Linked DNA regions of Mus musculus: regions 1 and 3 are each linked to region 2. Evidence: chromatin contacts called from public Hi-C and HiChIP or PLAC-seq data. All regions are on one chromosome and are shown on one strand. Each heading gives the region's core, a stretch centred on a gene start, on an enhancer-like site or on the middle of the called end of the contact. The rest is flanking DNA. Distances are from core to core; before and after follow the strand shown. Region 1 overlaps Exoc4 (exocyst complex component 4). Region 2 overlaps Exoc4 (exocyst complex component 4). Region 3 overlaps Exoc4 (exocyst complex component 4).

Region 1 (2,700 bases), core at 1-2,500, 410 kb before region 2:
AGCTCAAGTTTAGATGAGCGGTGATAGATAACTACAGCCATGCACACTTAGAGACCCAGAAACTTTCCAGTTAATCTGCTATGATTTTCTTGGGCAGTGAATCTTTTTGATTCTGAAAATTAAATGGTGGGATGAAGAGTCAAAACGACAGCAACATTGAAGTGATCTTCACCATGGAGGACAGAGCTCTCAGTGATCCTGGTAATGTTCAGGCTGTCTTGATTCTCTGTTCACCTAACCTACCCCAGTAGAGATTAAAGTACAGCGTGTATAAAGAGACAGACAACCTCGACGTGGGCAGGAAAATCAACAGAAGTAGAACCACTCCACATCCCCTAATTCCTTAGTATAGAAAGGTGCTATAGTTTTGACCGGCCAGGAATGCGTGGCAGTGAAAAAACCTACAGGTGTTGTACAACTTCTCGTTAAGTCAGTTTTCTGACACATGGCGACTGGTGATTAATTACTTGTTAGAAGATAACATTTCTATAGAGATTCACTGGAAATACAGGTGCCGTTGTCCATGCTTGATTAGACACTGCTTGAGGAATGCTGAGGCACACTGCTGCAGTCTCTTAGTCCTGGCTGTTTTTGGTATTTATTTTACACAGCTTCAAATTTGGTAGAATTGATGGAGACCATTTCAGAACATTATGTCCTACCTCAAAGAGAAGGGGAAGATAAGGCTGAGAAATACAGCCACATGAGAACAAGAGCAAATGAGGAGGAAAGAGACCACGGCCTGATGGCCTACATTACAACATTTGGTATCTCCTGCTTTCCAACATTGAGACACACTCTTGCTTCCTAGGAGGGCATAGAAAATTGACTATATTTGTTGATTAAAACTTTCAGGGCAGATCACCTTCCTGGTTATTTTGCAAACTCTTCATCAGCTTTGGTTTGGCATTTACTCATTTTCTCACCACATCTAGTGATCATGTACTCTGTTCTAAGCACCAAGAAGCTTCCCATTTAAGTAAGGAGAGATGGTGTCTGCTGCAGGATCTGGAGCACAGAATCTGCTCACACTACATGTGTACACCAGCCTGCATAATCCATTATAGAACAGGGCTAACATCAGACACACCCTCCCTGGTGGTCACATTCACCTTTTACCCACTCCTTGGATATAATTCAGAAACCCAACTGTGAAAGGCATGAGTGAGTTGCCATTCAATTATGTCCTGCAGAAACCCTTCACTGGAACATCGCCCACTGATGCCAATCTCAGTGCTACCCTGTCAGGGCTTCATGATGCAGACGCTGTTTTCTCAGTATTTGTTTGGGCCCCATACTGTCTGCCAAGGACTGTGTTAATTTACTTATTTCAACTAAATAAAAAAAATCATTTAAAAAAGGATGATTGAATTTAGGAATTATAGTCCTCAGAGAATTAGTAATGGCTCTTTGTATCCCTCAGGCCTCCATGTTCTTAACTTCCCCTTGTCAATGTTATTATGGATAGACTAATTCAATAATGAGATCATTTCCCATAAGAGCGGCCAAATAAATGCAGCATTCAGTCACACCTGGTTTCCCTAATCTGAACAAGAAAGGCTTTCCACCAAATTTATCATAAAACATGGAATTTAATGAACACACAGACACACAGACACACACACACACACACACCACTTTTCTGCAAACAGTAAAAAATATAGGAGAAGATAGAGTGGCAGAGAAGCAAGTGGGTATCAACCCACTAGATTAGAAAAGTTAAAAAGGAATACATGCAGGCCACTTTCCAAGCAAAGACCCCAGCACACGTGTCTTTATCATAGTCAGTTACACGTGTCATTTTCTTAACTATTCAAAAAACTATTTTACTTTTTCCCGAACTTCTAGAGGAATGTAAAGTCTGTTTCTGTAAAAAACCAGAAGTGCTAAACAAGAACATTCTGGACTAAAAACAAGTGTTTTTCCAGCTAAAAAGGCATTTGGAAATGCAGTTTAAGGTCCAGTTCTTCTAACTGTAAGTAACAGAGCGTGGGGGAAGGGTGGGAGGAGTTGCTACGTACTGCGATCCACATTCTACAAAACAGTTTAACAAAGCGCCAAGGGTTTGATTATTTATCGTATAATGTGGAAACCAAATGGTGTAAAATAAAATTAACCCTACCATTTGAAAAAGTGCCTTAGAAGGAGACATTAAGGGACACTAAGAATTGTGATGAGCAACCTTGAGGAGAAAAAGGCCAACGACTCTGCTCTCAGTGGGAAGAAAACTGGACAGGTTTTAACTGGGTCAATGCAGAAACGGTGTCCAAACAGGCTCATGTAAAGGCAAGTTCCGTACTTGCTTACCAGGAGAGAAACAAAATGCAAACCACCGACATCCAAAGCGGTTAGAAAATAAATTTCTGTTAATTTATACCACAAATTTATTCACTTATTGAAAGTGAAATTTTCTAGAAATATTAGTGAGTATTTGAAAAAAAACCCATGTTTTCAAAGATTACTACTATATGACAACATGAAATGAATATATTTTAAGTTACATTAACATAGCTTCAATTTTGTAAGAGGGGAAATCATATGCACACATGCGACACATGTACTGAAAGCCTGCGGTAGAGCATGCGGCACTCACTGTCTCTTGGCTAACGCAGGGCCTACTCGCTTATGCATCTTGTGAACTGTTGCGAACAGTGCTCCCTTACTCAGAGGACAGTCACTGTCGGTTTATAGGGTGAGGAA
Region 2 (2,700 bases), core at 107-2,606:
CAAGGGCAGCCATGGCCAGAGGCCCATCCTCACAGCTGAAAACAAGTGTTGGCATGAGCGGCCAAACCCAGGGCAGGATTAACTAAAGGAAGCTCAGAGTGAACCTTCAGAGGACTTCCATTGCTTCCTCACGGGAGACTCAAAGAGGCAGCAACACAGTGAAAAGAGAAAGGGCAAAGGCCGCCATTTTAAGCAGTCTAGGGATGATTACTTCACCATGGAAGTGACTTCCAGTTTCTAGGACCCTTTTCTGGACTGAACAGAGTGGCTGGTAGGAAGAGAAAACAGAATCTCATACATCTTTCGATGGGGAATTAGGGGGGATGGAGGAAAAATAAAGGCACAGAGAAGCACTAATTATACTTTGCTTGAACACTTCATTTGCAAAGGCCACCACAACCCCATTTGCCACAGTGCCGACCAAACAGCTAGACACTTGATTGTCCACCTACATGAGAAAGTGGTCATGTGAACAGCTGCAAACAGAGCTGCCTTGAGAAAAGTTTCCTTCTACCAACATGGGCAGAGCTGCATAGCTCATGCCTCCCTTTCCTCTCAGATGTGAACAGGACCTTTTCAGCAGGACCTATTCTTTGATCACCAGAGAAAGTAAAAAAGCCTTTACTGAATCCATTCAGATTTCTTCCATGGCCGAGACAACGCACTTAGAGTTCTTCAGTTATGAGTACTATAGTGCAAAGTGCTATCCGGCTCTGCTGCACACAAGTGCACATGCTCCAAAAATGCCACATTTCTGTATTCTTGATGATTCACACCCACGAATTACCACCACACAACACTGTGTCATCCATGAATAGCAGGCAGCACTATAGAAAACATTTGTTGTCTTCTTTAACTTAACTGTGTTTTCCGTATTTTCCATTAAGTTCTGTTTGATTAAGCAGAGATTAGTACAGGGTAGACAACTAACAATAACATGGCCAGCTTATTATACATTAACACACTTTGAAAATAAAAAAACACACTGTGATTCTACAAAATGAGTCTCAAAGAGGAAAACCAATTTTCCACTTATAAAGCTATGAATTCAATCTATTCCCATAAAAAAAACATGGGATGTAAAATGGAACTTGACATGTTCATTCTAAATTTCATCTGGAAGAATAAATCCAAGGCAATAAGATTTTAAAAGAATAATAGTAATAAAAAAATAAAAAAGTTCTTGCACACAATTTTGCAAAGTCTCTGACACAACACAGACACACACAAAGGAGGAATTTAAAACAAAAACAAAAGGAACTCGAATGGTAACTGGCCCAGTACCAAACTGAAAGAGACAAAGACAAACATAATTATTCATGCACTTAAGGCACAGGAAAGGCGAGTCATTTATCCAAGAAGCTCCCTGGTCAGGTCTGACTATGCTTCCCTAAAAGTGCCCTTCCAGGATACAGTGAAAGGTACTGGCCCACGGTGAGAATGCAAACTGGTGCTCCAAGGAGAGCCTCTTGCCGAACAGATGAAAGGGTCAGAGTAGTCCAGAAAGGGACAGTCCAGAGTGAAAAGAAGGAAGCAAATGTGGGACAGAGAGGAAAAGGAAGTAGAAACAAGACTCCAGAGCACCCAAGCCCCTGTCTGTCTGCTGCTGAGGCCCAGCCACACTCCTGTCATGTGATTCTGAGGAAAAGCTCACCCTCTGTTTTTAACCATAGGATCAGTAGGCTGGTACATTTTCACATGAAATCAAGCAATACTATATGCACATTTGATATTTCAAACCACTGGAAAAGGGCATTAATTCCCCCATATATTGAACTTAGACACTGACTAATATTTTTAAAAATTAACTTCAAGTTCTAGCTCACATATTATACAAAAATAAATTCCATGTGCATTAGATATGTAAATAACAAAAGAGTTAAACTATCGATGCTAGGGCAAAACTTTATTTTAAATAATGGATGAGGAAGGCCTTATCAAAACTTTAAGAATCAAGTATCTAAAGAAAGATAGTGGAATAATACAAAACAGCACACATTTGCACAATAACATATACTAAAGTTTAAAAAACAAGCCACAAACAGAAAGCAATTTGACACCTTAAAGAAAGGATAGTCATACTACAATTATATACAAATCAAGAAGTATATGAAAACAGTGAAGAAATAAGAAAGATAATTAAAAATAAAAAACAGAACAGAAAAATAGAAACTGAAATATAAGCCAAATGCAAACTAAAGTGCAAGTCCAGAGACCTGAGTGGTGGTTGAACTTCTTGAAATCTCAATTCAAAGAGTGCTGAGTGGAAGTACTTGGTATTGTCACATATTTCACCTCTTTGTCAGTTGGCTTTAAGGAGACCATGAGAACGGATGTCAGATACAGCTCTAAAAATGAACAAGGCATAAAGTACCCTGCTGTTGATTGACCTGCTGGGCATTCTGCTCGAGGGCAGATTCCTGCTCCCCCTCTAAACAACCCAAAATTTCTTAGACATTTTATTAACTCTTAGATATTTTGATTATCAGGACTTCATTGAATACAATTTGTACTGCTTCAACGAGCATCATCAGAGCTTAGGTGACAATCACTTTAAGTGCATGCATGTGTGCATGTGTTCGTGTGTTTGTGTGTGTGTGTGTGTATGTGTGTGTGTGTGTGTGTGTGTGTGTGTGTGTCACTGAAAAGGGGAATGAGGAAGCTATCTCCAGAATATGCAAGATAAATATTTATAATTTT
Region 3 (2,700 bases), core at 80-2,579, 310 kb before region 2:
TTAGTGCTGCGTGAGCCAAGCAGGTGGGAGAGTCTTCACAGGCTGAGGAGGGTTAGAGCTGGGTGGACCTTTGCTGTTCCTCTGGCTCATGACTTTGTTTTGTTTTTGTTGTTGGTTATTTTTCATTTACATTTCATTAGGTTGGAAATGTTCAAGGCAAGCTCAACTCTGTTCTTAATCCTACAGATTATGCAGGGGTACTGAAGTACTTCCTGAGTTTGAAGGCATCCATGAATGTCCGTTTCTGCTAGTTAACACAATGGGTGTTATAACTGCACTTGGACCATGCCGTCCACCTCACCCCATTGGAGTCATATAGTACTCTTTGCCACTAACTGGGAAAATGCCAAACTTCCCTTCCTTACCTATGCACACATTCTGCCCTTGTTACGATTTGCTCGCTTTCCTGCATGCATCCATTCACCCTTCTGCTTTACTGCAATTCTCCCCATTCAGTTTAGCAAAGGCTTCCTCATTCATTCACCAAACATGCCAAGGGGGGCAGCAAGGTGTTACCCCTGAGTTGGATCTGCTATCATCATCCTTTCTCAAGAGTGCTCCTTAGCATTCTGGTATGCTTGGGATCAAATCCAGGGCCCTTTGCATGCTAGTCAAGTTCTACAGCAATTCCACTGAGTTCATGCTAAGCTTGCAGGTGTGTCATGCTGCAAAGTGTCTTCATACTTTAGCATAATTTCTAGCTCCTTTATGAAGACACAGTGAATGGCTGAAAGGTGAGTCCCCAGCTGCTTATAACTCTCAGTAGTATGCTGTGTCTGATATCAATGGAACCTCTAAGTATATAGCAGAGGTTTTATTTGTGTTTTCTACCAGCTTCAACATCATGGTTGTGTGTGTGTGTGTGTGTGTGTGTGTGTGTGTGTGTGTGTGTGTGTGTGTGAGAGAGAGAGAGATTGAGAGAGAGAGAGACAGAGACAGAGACAGAGACAGAGACAAGTGTGAGTACTCCGGCCACTGGAGAAAAATTAATGAACTGATACCAAATTAAAATGAAGAGAAACTTCACAAAAACTGTGAATTCTAAGCATTAAATGACTCGTTGGGGACAGATGGAACTGCTGGTTGAATCTCAGGGCAAAGAGGACAAACATGGGGAGAGAAGCATTTGGCTTAGAGGTGGCACAGTAATAGACAGACTGCCTGATTAGGAACATGGTACATTTCAGAACTCACAACTGGGTTTACTTGAAGCTCCAAGGGGTATGACTAATTAAGGAAAACACTTCTAGTTCTTACTTCCCTTGTAGGGAACATCTGCACCCCAATCACGTGCCATGACATCATTCCAGAGCAGTCTTTCTCTTGAGCACTGTGCTCTCACAGGAGAGATGTCCCTGACCTTTCCTCAGATCTTTAAACCCACAGCTCTGCTCAGGTTCTCCTGAGAGACTGGTTCTCAGCAGAGGGCATTGTGAGCTCACAGATTTGACAGCTTCCATGCAAGATCTGCTGAGAATCACGAGGGCGAAGTCGGACTGCAATGTTTCCCTACTTCCTCCCTCCTCCCCTCCCTAGTGTTATATCATTTTGGATCATTTGAATTGTACATGGCTTTCTATTTAAGTCAGTCATTTGCTGGCAGAAAAACTAGAACATTTCCTGTTTTTCCTCTCACTGTAATCAGGATTTGGTTGTCCAAATTAGGACTGCCCTAATTACTCCTCAGCAGGTGCCAATCCGGGGGAGGGCAACAGACTGGAAGAGAGGAAGTAAGGACACTGCATCTTCAGAGTCACGCAAGAAGAAAACACACGCTCCCTAAACCTGAAAAACCTGATGAAGTCACAGAAACACGCTCCTTGGGGTTGCGTGTGGAGAACGTACACACATGTCCATGTAAAACAAGTATAAAGATGGTTTTCTACTTGGTTGACTTCAAAGGTTTACAGATTTGCTTTTCCCAATCACAGATGAATTTACATTAGACCCATAATTCAGGAGCTGTGTACATCACCCCCAGACAATCATGTGTATGGAATCATCTGGGGAAACAAGAAGTGGACATCTTTGCCTCTGCCTCTTTCTCTGTCTCTCTCTGTCCCTCACTCCCCCCACCTTGTGTGTTTGTGTGTGTTTGTGTGTGTGTGTTTGTTTCCACAGGGTTCAGTCTCCTAGACAAAAGAATCAAGATCATTTTTAGAGTGTCACAGACCAAGAACCTAAAGCAATGGCTGTGTTCCAAAAGAACCAGGACATCGGCTTAGTAGGTAAGTGCTGCCAAGCCTGCTGATCTAATGTCTTTTAGTTAGGGCTCCTATTGCTGCTATGAAACCCCATGACCAAAAAACAATTCGGGGAGGAAAGGGTTTATTTGGCTTACACTTCCACATCATAACTGAAGAAAGTCAGGATAGGAACTTAAAAAGGGCTGGAACCTGGAGGAGAAGCTGATGCAGAGGTCATGGAGGGGTGCTACTTACTGGGTTGTTTCCCTTGGCTTGCTCAGCCTCCTTTATTACAGAATGCAAGGCCACCAGCCCAGCAGAGGCACCATAGTGGGCACCACACCCTGCCAACTACTAACTTAAAGAAATGTGCTACGGGCTTGCCTCCACCCCCTTCTGATGGAAGCATTTTATTAACTGAGGTTCCCTACTCTCAGATGACTTTAGCTTGACATAAAACTTGCCAAATTGGGAGTCCACAGGGTAGAAGGAAAGAACTGACCCCACAAGTTGT

Evidence for each region. Hi-C and Micro-C count contacts between places; a contact is called where the count stands out from the background. HiChIP or PLAC-seq counts read pairs in DNA pulled down with a chosen protein or histone mark.
Region 1: a Hi-C map of the N1E-115 cell line shows a contact between it and region 2, with 2.4 times the contacts expected there. The contact joins two enhancer-like sites. A contact is called at or near these places in 2 of 484 Hi-C or Micro-C datasets (the N1E-115 cell line and nephron progenitors) and 1 of 115 datasets of contacts at active chromatin or transcription factors (embryonic stem cells).
Region 3: an H3K4me3 HiChIP or PLAC-seq map of bone marrow-derived macrophages shows a contact between it and region 2, with 4 times the contacts expected there. The contact joins two enhancer-like sites. A contact is called at or near these places in 1 of 484 Hi-C or Micro-C datasets (cerebellum) and 1 of 115 datasets of contacts at active chromatin or transcription factors (bone marrow-derived macrophages).

Annotation. Positions count from the first base shown.
Region 1 is chr6:33,922,286-33,924,985 of GRCm38.p6, reverse strand. The region is part of intron 17 of Exoc4 (exocyst complex component 4); the gene reads right to left. Among named protein-coding and RNA genes, the nearest start is that of Gm13853, 69 kb to the left of the region's middle. Within about 2 kb of position 1,250, at least 3 of the 459 cell types and tissues checked have an H3K27ac peak or open chromatin away from gene starts, as enhancers often do. A contact at or near this core is called in the N1E-115 cell line, where this site is marked.
Region 2 is chr6:33,514,352-33,517,051 of GRCm38.p6, reverse strand. All of the region lies in intron 9 of Exoc4 (exocyst complex component 4), which reads right to left. Among named protein-coding and RNA genes, the nearest start is that of Gm38785, 73 kb to the right of the region's middle. Within about 2 kb of position 1,356, at least 57 of the 459 cell types and tissues checked have an H3K27ac peak or open chromatin away from gene starts, as enhancers often do. A contact at or near this core is called in the N1E-115 cell line and bone marrow-derived macrophages, where this site is marked.
Region 3 is chr6:33,822,835-33,825,534 of GRCm38.p6, reverse strand. All of the region lies in intron 12 of Exoc4 (exocyst complex component 4), which reads right to left. Among named protein-coding and RNA genes, the nearest start is that of Gm13853, 170 kb to the left of the region's middle. Within about 2 kb of position 1,329, at least 56 of the 459 cell types and tissues checked have an H3K27ac peak or open chromatin away from gene starts, as enhancers often do. A contact at or near this core is called in bone marrow-derived macrophages, where this site is marked.